2 separate regions of the Ovis aries genome follow, and region 2 is linked to region 1. A link is a contact called in public Hi-C data. All regions are on one chromosome and are shown on one strand. The core of a region is the stretch at or near the end of the contact, and the rest is flanking DNA. Distances in the headings are between cores, read along the strand shown.

Region 1 (3,400 bases), core at 600-3,099:
TTAAGAATGAGCAGAAAGCCTCTGCTGCAAGTGACAAAGTTCTTATCTCTCTGGCACCCTAAACGATTCTTTGCAAAGGTTCTAAGGATAACATATGAACCGACCTATCTGGCCAGAGGACAATGTCCTGTGAATGCCATACCTTCTGACTTCAGGTCAACAATGTAACTTCCACAGGCTTGGTCTCATGCCCTGTGAAGTGGGGGTGGCTCTCCTACCGAACCACAGGGTTGCGCTCCTACGGAACCACAGGGTTGCGCTTTCATTCATTCCCTGTAGCACTGGACTCTTCCCTGCCCAGGGACAGAGCTGTCACTCCAGGTCACTGCCACAGTCTCACCAATGACATGCCCTGCTCTCTGAGGACTTGGGCTGCTACGAGACCATATTTTGATTCCACATCCTTGCCTTCCCTTTCCTCCGGCAGTTTCATCATCTGCTTAGTCAAGCCCTGACTGGACACAGCAAAACTGGGAGTGGTTTGGCAAGATCCAAGGCTACATCCAAGTAGAAAAAAACATCAGCCATGAAATCCCAAGATAAGAACCTGAGGGGCTGAAGGGCACCCACGTAGGGTGGGTGGTCAAGTCTACAAGGAACTCCTCCCAGCCTACCCCTCCCCAGCCCACACTGCTGAACTGTGGGCTAGAAGAGCTGGCTTCCAATCTTGCCTGATCCCAGTACTATCTGGAATGAGGCAATGATAGGAATTCCAGGTGTTCAAGCCATGTCGGAGGTACAAGGTAGAACTCCCCAAAACAACATGCTTCTTTTGGCTTCCAGAAAGCACCAGGCACAGATCCACTGACCTGTTCTCTCTCTCTCATCCTCCTGTCATCCCTTGAATCTCAGCATTATCTTAGCTTCCCAGAAGAGGAAAAAGAAGCACAGGGATGGAAAAGGATGCACAGTTCACAATCTCAGTGTCCCAAAGGAAGCACAGCGTGTTCCAGGCGGATGTGAGATGAGCAAACACGTCACAGGCAAGCAACGCTGACAGCCGGGTCTGCCATCTGACTGAAGACGAGGCTGGTGAGGGATCCTATATTCAGCTGCTAGGTGAAACCTAAAAGGAACATCCAACCAAGGGCCCTGGGTCTGCAGGAAAAGAATGTGGACCCCCTCCTCTTGCTGCCTGGTCGGTTTCTGTTCTGGATGCGAACAGCGATTTGGAGCAGTTTGCAAGCCTCGCAGAGGTGTGACTTCCAGAGAGACACATAAAATGCAGTTACTGAGCTCCCTGGTAACCCTACGCTGTCCCTCTGAGCACAATTTATCCCGTCAAACCGTTTGGTCCGTGTGCATCCTCCGCGGCACATGCCTCCACTTGGAACTGGGGAACACTGCACTTGGGTGTTACAGAACAGCCTGCTCTCAACTGGGAACAGGATACACTGAAATCTGATCCTTCAAAGTGGAGAAAGCTACCAGCCACACAGCCACCGGGGAGTGACCGAATTGGGAAAAAAAGGTTTTTTTCTTAAAATTGAAAACTTTCCTGCTTTGGCTTTCAGCTGACATCTTACCACCCACCAAGCAATGGTTTATAGGAAAATAAGGTACAGGAAACTGTCAGGTAGGTAATCTATAACGGAGTCGTATGGCCTCGCCACTGCTCCCACACTCCCCAAGTGCAGACGAATAGCTTCACAATGTTATTCCTTGGGAGGTGTGTGTGTGTGTGTGTGTGTGTTGGTGCACATATGCAGAACACAAGACTGAACTTTGAGAGTTTTCCTTTTGTAGCACGTTTTTAACGACAGGAATTAAATCATGCCCACTAACAATGTATTTTTCCAAAGCCTCATAACAAACCCTGGCTCGCACTGCTGTACACTTGCAACCTTGGAACACAGTGATTATGTGTTATTTCTAACTCTCAGCAATTAATATGCAACCAGATGTATCATTATCTACAGTCTATTAAAATTCAGAAGACTGTGCATTTGAAACAGGCTGCATCACACTGACAAAGCAGGCAAAAACATACAAGCCCCAGCCCTGTACCCCAGTCACACATGGTTCATTTCAATTACAAAGACACATGAGGGCAAATGAATAAAAAAGGGCAGCTGACTTAAAAGAAGTAAATACAAATCTGTGATTTGGTTGTTTAGTTTTGCCACTGGAGATTCAGCGGTAAGGGGTGCCAGTAAAAGTTTCCAGGAAAGACAAGGGCAGTTTTGTGGTAAAAGAAAAATGTTCTTTATTCCTGAAGTCAAATGCTCCTGTGGCAGAAAGGGGCAAAGTTCCCATGAGCTTGCCAGCACTGGCCAGCTCTAGAGGGAAGGGCTCCTCCGGGAGACTGGTGAGGGTCTAAGCTGACAGATTCTCCTCAATCCCCCAGCACCCTCAGGGATGAGGGGAAGGCCCATTCACCAGAAGGTGCTCCCTCCTTCTGCCCCATCACTTAGAGGTCAGGCTCTGGACCACTCCTGAATTTACAAAGCAGGTCTGTGCAGAGGGGTGGCAAGGGGCTGTCCCAGCCCAGCAAAGCCTCTAGAATTGCAGCTGTGTAAACTACATGCTGCCAGGACCCTGAGCGACCTACTGAGTTAGTTCAGTCACTCTGTGAGCTTCTAGCAATTTTCTAGAAACAGGGAAATAGGTCGTTCCACCCCGACCCAGATGTAATTCTCTTCTGATTTTGTCAAGAGGAGAAGGAGAGGAAGAGGGTGGGAGGATTGCAAAAATGGGTAAAGGGGGTCAGCTCTATGGTGATGGATGGAGATGAAACTTTTGTTGGCGACTATGCAGAAGTCAAAGAGTGTACACAGACGTCAAAATATAATGTTGCACACGTGAAACTTAGATAATGTTGTAAACCAACGTAACCTCAATTTAAAAACAGAAAGATAACCTCAGGATTAAAATAATAAAGACAACAATAGAAATTTTAAAAAAAAGAAGAAGAGAAGGAAGCCCTATGCAGCCAACGGGAGACCCTGGATGGGGAGGAGGAGGTACCAAGACCCATGGGGTCTCCTGCTGCCTGGAGCCGGCACACACAGTCTCTCATCTATTCCACACAGCAAGCCCATCGCTCCATTTTATAGAAGAGGAAGCAGGTGTTCAGAGAAGTGAGGTGACTTGCCCCAAGTCGTACCCAGTAGTTATTGGCAGAGCTGAAATTCAAGTTCAGCTCTTGACTTGAAAGCTTTCCCAGACAGGATATGCAAATTCCTCTTACAATAACAACTACATTAATAGTAATAAGTGGCTTCCCAGGTGGCTCAGCGGTAAGCCTGGCAATGGAGGAGACATGGGTTTGATCTCTGGGTGGGGAAGATCCCCTGGAGAAAGAAATGGCAACCCACTCCAGTATTCTTGCCTGGGAAATTCCATGGCTAGAGGAGCCTGGTGGGCTACTGTTCACAGGGGCCCAAATAGTTGGACACAA
Region 2 (3,311 bases), core at 599-3,098, 65 kb before region 1:
GAGTGAGTGAGTGAGTGAGTGAAGTCGCTCAGTCGTGTCCGACTCTTTGCGACCCTATGGACTGTAGCGTAACCAGGTTCCTCCATCCATGGGATTTTCCAGGCAAGGATACTGGAGTGGGTTGCCATTTCCTTCTCCAGGAGATCTTCCCGACCCAGGGATTGAACCCAGGTCTTCTGCATTGTAGGCAGACACTTTACCGTCTAAGCCACCAGGGAAGATCTAAATTGGTATAGCCACTATGGAAAACAGTATGGAGATTCATTAAAAAACTAAAAACAGAAATATCATATGATCCAGCAATCTCACTCCTGGGCATGTATCCGGAGAAAGCTCTAATTTGAAAAGATACACGCACCCCAATGTCCACAGCAGCACTGTTTACAACAGCCAAGACATGGAAGCAACTTAAATGTCCACCAACAAATGAATAAAGATGTAGTGCGCATATATGCAACAGAATATTACTCAGCCACAGAAATAAATGAAACAATGCCATTTGCAGCAACATGGATGAACCTAGAGAGTATCATACTAAGTCAAACAGAGAAAGACAACCATCACATGATATCACTCACATATGGAATCTAATTTTAAGACATGATAGAAATGAACTGATTTACAAAACAGAAACACACTTACAGATATTGAAAACAAACTTGTGGTTACCAAAAGGGAAATGTGGCGCAGGGATAAATTAGGAGCTTGGAATGAACATACATACACTGCTATATATAAGACAGGGACCTATTGTATTAGCACAGGGGACTCTAATCAATATTCTGTGATAATTTATATGAGGAAATCTAAAAAAGAATGAATTTATGTGTGTGTGTATGTGTGTGTGTGTGTATATGTATATATATATATATATATATATATATATATATAATGGAATCACTTTGCTATACATCTGAAACTAACATAACAGTGTAAATAAATTATACTCCAGTAAAATTTACAAATAAAATTTAAAAAGCAAAAAAAAAAAAAACTGTTTTGCTTTGCTTTGCGAAACCTCAAAGTATTTAAAAATTATACTTACAATTTTGGGCTTCTCAGGTGGCACAGTCGTAAAGAATCTGCTTGCCAATGCAGGAGACGCAGGAGATTGGGGCTTAATCTCTGGGTTGGGAAGATCCCCTGCAGAAGGAAATGGCAACCCATTCCAGTATTCTTGTCTGGAGAATCCCAGGGACAGAGGAGCCTGGCAGGCTACAGTCTATAGGGTTGCAAAGAGTCAGACACAACTGAGCGTGTATGTGGCACAAATCTTAGTTCCCCAACCAGAGATCGAAGTAGAGCCCCCTGTATTAACCACTGGACCACCACCAGGGAAGTCCCCCATAATATTGTTTTGATTGTAAAAATAGCTTAAGTGTATTTAGAAATTTTTGAACCCGACCCCTGTAGACTGAGATACCTCACTGAAAGTCTAGGTTTGGAGAGCAGAATCTAACACTTGTCTGGCTTCCCTGGTGGTTTGTGTGTGTGTGTGTGTTAGTCACTCAGTTGTGTCTGACTCTGTGACCCCATGGATTGTAGCCTGCCAGGCTTCTCCGTCCATGGGATTCTCTAGGCAAAAATACTGGAGTGGGTTGCCATTTCCTTCTCCCTGGTGGTTTAGCAGAAAATTTGCCTACAATGTAGGAGACGTGGGTTCTGTCTCTGGGTTGGGACAATCCCCTGGAGAAGGAAACAGCAACCCACTCCAGTATTCTTGCCTAGAAAATTCCACAGACAGAGGAGCCTGGTGGATCCAGTCCATGCGGTTGCAAGACACAAGTTAGTGACTAAACTACCACCACCAATGAAAACGAAAGTCAACTTTTTTTTTTTGCCAAAAAGATCCTCAGGAGCATATACACAAACCTTCCAGCAGAGGGGAGCAAAAGCTCATGAAACAGGCTTCAAAACCCAGCAACTTTTCTGTATCACATTCTAAAAATATTCTTTAAAATATTCAGGATAACAGTCACATAAACATATGTAATTTATATGTGTATGTATTATTTTTGCCTTATAGGAATAATGGAATTGCAGCACTTACATTTAGGCAGGACAGAATTCTTCCCAAAGTTCTGACTGCTGAAGGCTCTTAAACGGAAGGACCTTAGGAAATAAATTTCCTAAGGAAATTATTTCATGAGAGGGAACAAAGGTGGGCCATAACATCTCGAAGGCTTAGTGGGGTCACCTGCTGGTAGTTTACCAACTCTTTTACATAGTTTAAGGTACAATGGGATTCTTTTAAGAATATGTTCTAACTATGCACCTAGGTTTCTTCATTTGTAAAATGAGATAATAATTATAACCTAAAACCTCAAGGGGTTGCTGCACAGATGAAATATAAAGTGAGTTCGACACTGTTTTCCTTTTTTTAAATTACAGCAGTGTATATATAATAGAAAACTTATCATCTTAACCATTTTTAAGTGTATAGCCTAGTAAAGTACATTCACATTATGTACAAACAATCCTCAGAACCCTTTCCATCTTAAAAGGCTGACACTCTCTATCATTACACAGCAACTCCCCATTTCCCTCCCTAAGCCCATGGCAACTAACATTTGACTTTCTATTTCTGTGGTTTTGACTATTCTGAGTATATCATAAAGGTAGAATCATATAGTGTTTGTCTTTTTGTAATCAGCTTCTTTACTTAGCGTAATTCCCTCAAGGTTCATCCACATGGCAGCATGTGACAGAATTTCCTTCCATTTTAAGCCTGAATAATATTCCATTGTACGTATAAACCAGTTTATCTATTCATCCATTGATGGACACTTGTCTTGCTGCCACATCGTAGCTATTGTGAATAACTCTGCCATGAACATGGATATGCAACTATCTCTGAGATCCTGCTTTCGATTCTTTTGGATATATATATACCCATAAATCGGACTGTTGGATCATTGTTGTTGTTGTTCAGTTGCTGAGTCGTCTTCAACTCTTTGCGACCCCATGGACTACAGTCCTTTGGGCTTTCCTGTCTTTCACTGTCTTCTGGAGTTTGCCCAAACTCACGTCCATTGGATCAGTGATGCCATCCAACAGCCACATCCTCTGTTGCCCCTGTCTTCTCCTGCCTTCAATCTTTCCCAGCATCAGAGCAGGATCTTTTCCAATGAAGCAGCTCTTTGCATCAGGTGGACAAAGTATTGGAGCTTAGGATCAGTCCTTTCGTATGCTGAATCAAATGATAATCCTATTTCATTCTTCTTGAGGAACCACCACACTACTTTCCACAGAAGCTTCACCATTTTCCTACTTCTACCAATCATGCACAAGGGTTTCAGTTTCTCCACATC

What was found. Hi-C and Micro-C count contacts between places; a contact is called where the count stands out from the background.
Region 2: a contact with region 1 is called in a Hi-C map of mesenteric adipose tissue, with 1.9 times the contacts expected there. The contact joins two enhancer-like sites. A contact is called at or near these places in 7 of 16 Hi-C or Micro-C datasets (blood, hypothalamus, liver and 4 more).

The regions. Positions count from the first base shown.
Region 1 is chr19:44,361,435-44,364,834 of ARS-UI_Ramb_v3.0, reverse strand. The region is part of intron 4 of ARHGEF3 (Rho guanine nucleotide exchange factor 3); the gene reads right to left. Among named protein-coding and RNA genes, the nearest start is that of TASOR, 78 kb to the left of the region's middle. Within about 2 kb of position 1,849, at least 9 of the 54 cell types and tissues checked have an H3K27ac peak or open chromatin away from gene starts, as enhancers often do.
Region 2 is chr19:44,426,583-44,429,893 of ARS-UI_Ramb_v3.0, reverse strand. No RefSeq gene overlaps it. Among named protein-coding and RNA genes, the nearest start is that of TASOR, 13 kb to the left of the region's middle. Within about 2 kb of position 1,848, at least 5 of the 54 cell types and tissues checked have an H3K27ac peak or open chromatin away from gene starts, as enhancers often do.